Regions from separate parts of the Rattus norvegicus genome. Here region 1 is linked to region 2. A link is a contact called in public Hi-C data. All regions are on one chromosome and are shown on one strand. Each heading gives the region's core, a stretch centred on a gene start, on an enhancer-like site or on the middle of the called end of the contact. The rest is flanking DNA. Distances are from core to core; before and after follow the strand shown.

What was found. Hi-C and Micro-C count contacts between places; a contact is called where the count stands out from the background.
Region 1: a Hi-C map of the A7r5 cell line shows a contact between it and region 2, with 2.1 times the contacts expected there. The contact joins two enhancer-like sites. A contact is called at or near these places in 2 of 12 Hi-C or Micro-C datasets (the A7r5 cell line and Schwann cells).

What each region holds. Positions count from the first base shown.
Region 1 is chr10:38,654,750-38,658,755 of GRCr8, forward strand. Slc22a4 (solute carrier family 22 member 4) reads right to left here. Exons shown (of 10, transcript NM_022270.2): 3 at 2,542-2,696. Among named protein-coding and RNA genes, the nearest start is that of Slc22a4, 23 kb to the right of the region's middle. Within about 2 kb of position 1,587, at least 13 of the 93 cell types and tissues checked have an H3K27ac peak or open chromatin away from gene starts, as enhancers often do. A contact at or near this core is called in the A7r5 cell line, where this site is marked.
Region 2 is chr10:38,410,096-38,414,121 of GRCr8, forward strand. No RefSeq gene overlaps it. Among named protein-coding and RNA genes, the nearest start is that of Irf1, 5.8 kb to the right of the region's middle. Within about 2 kb of position 1,961, at least 72 of the 93 cell types and tissues checked have an H3K27ac peak or open chromatin away from gene starts, as enhancers often do. A contact at or near this core is called in the A7r5 cell line, where this site is marked.

The DNA of each region.
Region 1 (4,006 bases), core at 337-2,836, 240 kb after region 2:
AAGCATTCAGATTTCCAGAGAAGGGGGGAATCAAAGGTCAGGGAAATTCTCAAATAACAACAATCTGTTGGGTTCAAATCTGGCTTCGAGGGAAAACAAAAAACAAAAAAAACCCCCCAAAGCCTGGAAAGTAGCTATTTTATTCCTGAAACACCAGGGGGCGCTGCTGCGCCACAGGAAAACCAGCAGCCACCATGTCTGTCCTTCCACCAAGTCCTCCTTTGCAGGAGCTGCCTGGGACTCCGTCTGTTCTGGGACAGATCAGTGACAGTCTTAGGCCTTCAGATCTTAACACAAGTGTTATCCCAGAACCTAATGTTATCAGTTTCCCTCTGAGCCCACTAGAATGAGAAGGATGGGCCCAGGTAGACAGGGAGCCCTGTGTCTGTAGACACACCTAAGCTCCAAACTACCCTTGACCTGGCCCTCTTCTTCTCTACCCTGCATGTGAGGCCATGGTCACGTGGGGAGAAGGGAGGGCTGGGGAAGGCAGTGCCAGAGCTGTGGGACGTGAGGGGGCTGTGGCTGCGGCTGGGTGGCTGAACCTGTGGATAAAGTGCTTGCCGCACAAAGATGAGGAAGTGAGCTCAAATGCCCAGGACCTGCCTAACAGAGCTGGGCACTATGGAACACGCCTGAAACCCCAGTGCTGGTGGGACAGAGACAGGAGGCCCTCTGGGGTAAGTTAGCCCGAGAGCTCCAAGTATAATGTAAGAGCTTGTGCCAAAAAGTAAGGTGAATGCTAGCTGGTTGGCTCAGTGCCAGTCCTGATCAGCTGAGTTGATTCCCAGAACCCAGCATGGTGGAAGGAGAAAATGAACTTTCACAACTTGTTCTCTGCTCTTCACACATGTGCTATGGCTTGTGTACACCCCCTTCCACATACAAAATCAACATTAATTAAAAAAAAACTAGGCAGAGAGCAACTGTGAAGGGCACCCAGTGTTTCCCTCTGCCTCAACCTACCTACACTCCTGTGCTCATAATTATGCATACATACACACAGACGGACAGGCAGAGATGGACAGACAGACAGACAGACAGACAGACACACACACACACACACACACACACACACACACACACACACACACACCACTCCTTGCTCCCAGCCTGGGCTGCTCTGCCTTTGTCTTTCCTTCCAGAGGGCCTTCCACATCCCACCCGTCCCAGGTCTTACATCACTCGTTGCTTGCAGCTCTTTTCTTTCTACGCAAACTTCTCTGCCTTCTACAGAAATAATAGTATTTGTTATGGTAAGGTGTTGTTGCTGTTGTCGTTGTTCTTTTATGAGACATGGTCTTGCTACATAGTCCAGGCTGTCCTAAAACTGAACATTCTCCTGTCTCTGTCTCCTGAAACCACATGTACATCCTCACAGATAACCTCGGAAAGACTCCTGTTCCACCCCTCATCCTTGGAAGGCCGAGAACCCCTCTCTTCATGCCATGGCCTGCTTAAGAGAGGGCTATCTATTGAGGCACATGGGACCGTGGGGCTCCCGCTTGCTCTATCTCTTCCCGTGAGGCCTCTCTCCTCCAACATGAGGCTGGGCCTGTGGCAAGAGGCCCTTCACCAATAATTAAAGGAATGGAATTTGGACAATTCCACCTTGGCAACCTGACAGAGGGCGCGCATGTATTTGGCTAACAGAACATACCACGGCCAAGGCCAGTGAGTCACAGGCTCCTGAGAGCGATCAGAACCACATAGCCAGGTGCGGGAAAGCCCACTCGACTCCTATCACAGGGCACAAACAATAGTTATGCTGGAACAATGGGGAGAAACTGGGATAATTCCGGGCCAACTAGAATGATCGTGTTAAATATTATAGGATGTTTTGTTTATTGTGCTGTGGGTGCTCCCTCTCACCCCCTCTCAATGAATAAGGGGGTGTTAGAGAGTATATTGGTGGTGGGGATCACACTTTTGAGAACACCCTGAACAATTTCCATGAAACTCACCTCATCTCCTCCCCCAGAAAAGCTGGACAGTGTCCAGGGCCTCCCCGAGGCCTAGGAACTGATGGCTTGCCCTCCCTCAGCCTGGCTTTCCTACAGTAGGACTGTTATCAGAGAGGCACAGCTGTCCCGTGCGGAGCTCATATGCTCTGGGTGTGGGCTCAGACTCAGGCCAAAGCAGATCTGCCCAGGTGGGACAGAATCCTGCCACCTAGCAGGTGCCTTTCCTTCCTCTATATATGCCACATCAACCCCACTAAGTCCCTTTCTAGACCACCAGCCTTCCACCTTAATAGCCCAGACCACGGACTTCATATCCCTGCTGTCTCCCTGCCCAGAACCTCCTGTCCCTAGCCCCTTGCTCCCGAGAATGTGACTCAGCTCCTGTATACCCCATCCCCCTCTGTGAGCCCCTGTCCTGCTGTGACAGGCACAAGGTGCCCCAAAGCCGCAGCGCCCTCCACCACACACGTGTCCAAGTTTGAGGACGGTGTAGACGCACACTCAGTGTCTCCCTCCTCCCTGGCCTTTCACAGGGCTGACTGCATGAAGGTGCCCTGAACCTTAAAGTTGTTCCTACCGAGTATGAAGGCCACCACATAGTTGGAGATTTGGCCCATGCCCACGATGGCAAATAACACAGTAAACATCTCCCAGTTGGTTGAGAAAATCTGCACGAAGCTGAATCCAGTCTGCACAGCCATGGTGGCAAAGAGGACTTTCTTCCTGCCGAACCTGTAGAACAAAGCATAGTTCAGGGTCAGTGGTGAAACTAAGCCTGGCTTCCCTGGAGGTTCTGTCCTCTGTCAGGATGAAGGCAGACAGATGCACGTTTGGTTCTCTCTTCCCCTTCCCCATGACATTCTGTCAGCCTCCTCCCTGGAGGAGCACCCATCTGCCCAGGAACTACCTTCCAAGGTACCAAGCCTCGCTTCTGGCAAACACGGGGCATCTTCTGTGAGGATCTCGTCGACAAATCTGATCTTTAGAAGGAGCTGAGGGAGGGCCGGAGAGCGGGGTGGTGGGCTGTGGCTTAGTGAACAGAGTGCTTGACTTAGCATGAATGAAGCTCCGGCTTTGATCCCCAGAATGGGGTAAACTGGCTGTGGTGGGGCATATCTGTAATCGAAGCACTTGAGAGGTTGAGGCAGGAGGGACAGAAGCTCAAGGCCACCATAGCCATTCTGAGACCATCCTTAACCATCCTGGGCCTGTCTCAAAGAAAACAACCCTTCAAAGTGCAGTTTGAAAAGACTTCTATCCCCACATGGGAGTTCTGTAAGTTTAGAAACTCCCTCAAGGGCTGTTACTTCTTAACCTTGGCTGCACTTGGAACCACCAGAGAGCTTTTAAAAAACGACAAGACAGTTCTTGATTTACAATGGTTCAGCTCAGGACGTCATGACTTGACAGTGGTGGGTAAGTGCTGTACACTGGGTTAGAACACCTGCTTTGAATTCTGTCCTTGGATTCTCTCCACTCTCCCTGCTGCACAGAGGTATGGCCTGTGGGCCTCTCTATCCAGGCTGAGCATTAAGAGTGAGTGACACAGCTGACAGACCAGTGAAGGCAGACAACTGGCCCTCTACAGTTGGCTGTTTGCTGAGCTAGCATGTGGTATTAGGTGTGTAAAGACATTTTTTCGATCTAACATCTCTTCAGTTTAGGATGGACTTATCGGGACAGGCCTTAGGGAAAGTGAAGGAGCATCCCCTCTCATGCCAGCACCCCACTCTGCCCAGGTCGCATTTATTTGCAGTGCAGTGAATATTGGGGCGTTATGAAGTTTCCCAGGTGTGTCTATGTGTCTTAACATTGAGAACAACTGCTTTGTGGGAAGACGTCGTTCTCAGCCATGTCTGTTGTATCACTGGTCAATTTAAGCTTTAGAATTTCATTCTCGTGATGCCCCATGGGCAGGCGGAGGATGGGCAAGGGTGGGAGCTTCCTGCCTCATTCCCACTGGGCTTTAAAGCCATGGGGAGGGTAAAATCCCCAGGAAACCCCCATCACTGCCAGTTAGCACTCCTACCTACCTTGGCCAC
Region 2 (4,026 bases), core at 711-3,210:
GAGCTCCAGCCTCTAAGGACAGAAGGAAGTGGCCGACCTCACATTCCTCCGGGATGAGAACAGTCTGCTAGCTGCCCAAGGACCCATGGGAGGGCAGGGCTAATCACTCATGAAGGGGCTGAGGCCACTCCTGGAGAGGGACTCTTCTTTCATCTGCAGGACCTGACTGGGCTCCGGGCCAGGGGACTGAATCCAGAAGTCCCGCTCCACTCTATGCCTCCAACCCAGTCAGCCTCATGCTGTCACTGTGCCCACCTCTAAGTCTGGCTGTTCCTAGCCTTGAACTTGGCTGGACAGGACGAAGAGCTGTGTTCTTCTTGAGCATGTACAGAGAATTCTTCCCAATGATAAAGAAGAGTGGCCAGAGAGTGGATATGAACCAACACAGTTGCTGGTGCCGGTAACCCAGCTTTTAGAAGGTTGGAAGATGAGAAGATCCTGAGTTCCAGGCCAGCCTCAGCTACACAGGAACCTGAGGCCAGCCTGGGCTACTGGAAGCCCTAGCATGCATGAGCACACACGTGCAGGAGACAGATGATGGCGCTAAGTTACTAGAGTCTGCCTAGCCTGCATCAAACCCTGGGTTAGATCCCCGACACTGCAAAGACCAGGCAAAGCCACCCACATTTCAGAGGTGGAGGCAGGAGGATCAGAAGTTCAAGCTCGGGGTTGGGGATTTAGCTCAGTGGTATTGCGCTTGCCTAGGAAGCGCAAGGCCCTGGGTTCGGTCCCCAGCTCCGGAAAAAAAAGAACCAAAAAAAAAAAAAAAAAAAGTTCAAGCTCATCCTCAGCTACATAGTGAGTGCAACAAGCATCCCGTATATGAGATCTTGTCTCCATGTAAAGACAAACAATAAAACTCTAAGACTCAGATGGGGACAGTCATTCCTCAGGTATCACTTGACTTTATGGTCCATCCTCAGCTGGTGAACCAACACCATTACACCCTGTTCGGTGACCGGTCTGCTGTTCTTCCCTGTGGTCCCCACCTTCTCTGGGAACAATATCCAGAAGAGAACTGGGCAGGTGTACTGAGGTGGGGCTTTTCCGGGGTTGGTTTTCCCCGGTTCCCACTGGAAGTTCCAGCGAGCTGCTGGCCAGGGACTCTGGACATGTGCCCGTCCCCACTGCCTGCCTTGGAGCAGAGCTCAGCTTGCTCTCCCTGAACGGTTCCGGGAAACTCCTCGATTTCCTCGTTGCCTCCACGTTGGCAAGAAAACGAAACCGAAGCCCCGCCCCTCCTGCCGGGCCACGGAACCCTGAGAGTGGGTGTTGGGAACTAGGGTTCCGAACCCCGGCTAGTTTACACACAGCCTACCGCTAGGGTACTGCGAGTTGTTATCTCGGCCAGGTTCTCAGGCTGCAATAGCTGGAATGTTCTTGTGAGACATCCTTCCCCCAAACTCCCCCCCCCCCCCCGCACTTCTGTGCGTCTGTCAACCCTGGGGTCTGGGGAAAGGGAACGGAGAAGAGAGACAGGCGGAGGGGATTAAGAGCAGGAGCTCGGCAAGAGGCTTGCCAGCTTCAGCCATCCCAGGTGATTGACGGTCTGCACAGAGAAGTTTAGCACGTAGCCCCAGGCCACACAGCTTATAGATGCTGAGCTAGGTGCAAACTCCTGGCGGACGGGAAGGCTGGGTGGTGGGGAGAAAAACTGCTCTGCCTGTTGGCAGCTGACTGCCTGGCACGGGTGGGGTAGGCCTAGCGTGCAGGCGTGGGAGAATATAGGCGTAGGGTTAGACTGTAGGCAGCCACCTGGGCGGCCCAGCTGGGAGGCCCTGCGGTTCTCCGCTCGCCTGCTTCCCTCCCTTTCCAGGAAGCTAGCCAGAGCGGAGCCTGCAACTCACCCCCAAGTCGGGGCGGATCAGGAATGTGGAAGTTAGCCCAAAGGGCCCGGTTGCCCACTCTCCTCCAATCACGCACACCCGGCACCGGAGTGCATCACGTGGAGAAGAGGGGGTTCCACCTCAAGGCCAAGCTAGGCGAGGAAGCCTGGTGTAGAGTGGGGGTAGTGCCTCCACTACTCGCAGGACTCATCCTCAGGGGAGGGGAGCTGCTCCCATCTAGCCCTGCCCTGGGTCACGGCCTCTGGGCCTAGCCTCACAGTCTCCTCCGCTCGGCTCTCCAGGCCCCACAGGGCGGATGGGAACTGAGGCCTCTTTCCTTCCAACGCTGTGTTTATAAGAAATGAAACTCCGCAGCGGGCCCCAGTGGCAGCCCACACGGTCACACGGACTCTCCCGCGGGCGGGGGAGGGGCGCTGAGTTCCGGAGCGGCACTGACACCACCAGCAGCGAGCTGTGACTTAAGCGAGCTGTTGGGTCCCAGGGCAGGACCCTGTGCTTTCCCAGTCAGCTGCTGCGTCCCACTCTCCCCGTTTTGGATGTAAAACAAATACATAAATAAAAATAACGGTCCAAAGTTTATTCTGCTGTGTCATACAGTGCGAGTGCCAAAGCTGTGAGCAGGGAGGGGTTGATCTCGTGCCCGGGCAATTCCCCAGAATCAAACTTCGGACTAACTCTGAGCAGAAGCTTAATTCCCATTTATTGAATAAGTTAGGATTTCCTTTCTGCCCAGGCTCCGCAGTCACGGTGGTGGGACCTGGCCAAGCTTTAGGATGGTTTTGAATGCTTTGATGTCTTTATTTTGAGACAGGGTCTAGGTAGCCCAGGGTGACTCTGAGTGCCAATCCTTGAGCCTCTACATTTCCAGTGGTGGAATTACAAGTGGGCACGGCGTCTCCTCAGGTTTATGCTATACTGGGGATCTAACCTAGGATCATGCACGCTAGGCAAGCGCTCTACTAATTGTGATAGGTCGTCCTTGCAGTGAAAATAGAGTTTGGCTGGCTGCCAGGAGAGCCTTTGAGCATTTCAAGGAGACCTGCCTCTGGATCTGTCTGGAAGCCCTGCTGAGAGCTTGTCTGCTTTGGGGAGCAGTCAAAAACCTAATCCAAGTCTCACTGGGCCCCGTTAATACCTCGGATTTCTGAGAGCATTTCCGGTCCTACACCTGTCTATCAGCACAAACACAGGCTGCCAAGCAATGTCTGAATATAGAGAATGGTCATCAGATGAAGAAGCAGGAGGACACAGCCATCTAGCAAGGATTTGTAGTGCCTTCCAGGGACCAGGCATCTGCTGGAGAACATGAGGGCCACAGTGTGGCCTTAGTGCAGTTGTTTGTCTCCAATCTCTATAAATGGGTTGGGGTTCAAGATTGGCAGGGCTCCCACCTAGAAAATGGTTCTGAAATCATAACCAAGGAGGCAGAGAACAGGAGGGAAGTGGCAGGGGAAAAGATTGTGGTGCACCAGAAGAAAGGAAAGACGGTCCTACAGAGTATTTGTGGATAATTGTCACCAGCCCCACCTCCTGCACTCCAGGCTGGCCTGGATCTTACTATGTAGCCAAGGATGACTGTTAACTTCTGATTCTTCCGTCCTTGCTTCCACCACTGGGGGCTGGGATTAGAGGGATAAACCCACCATGCCTGGGTGGGGTTCATAGTGCTGGGATGGAACTAGAGCTTTGTGCAAGCTACCCAGGCACTCTGTCAACTGAGCTGCATCCCCAGGTCACCCCCCCCTCCCCGCGCGCGCACATTATGATCACAAAGGTCACATTCAGGGAGAGCCTGCTAGTGCCTCTGCCAGTCCGAAGAACCTCGGGGTCCAGCACTGAGACACAGCACAGCATCTTACCCTAACTGAGCCAGGGCACTTTGGGGAGGCACCCTATGTGCTCCTGAGCAGGACGGGCAGCTATTCTCTTTAGCTGTCCAACTCCATGGGGTGTGAGGCACCTGCTAGACTCCTACAGAAAAATGCAGCCCCTGTTCACCGACTCAGGAGGCAATAGGAATAGGAGAGATAAGACACAGAGCTGAGGCCCAAGGGCAAAGGTGAAGGGGGAGGCATTCTGATTGGTTGCTTTGAAACTGGGCATTTGTTCTGAGTTTTTAAGGGGTAGAGAAGGAAGCCAAGTGTGGTGGAGCACTTCTGCAACTCCAGCACTTGGGAGG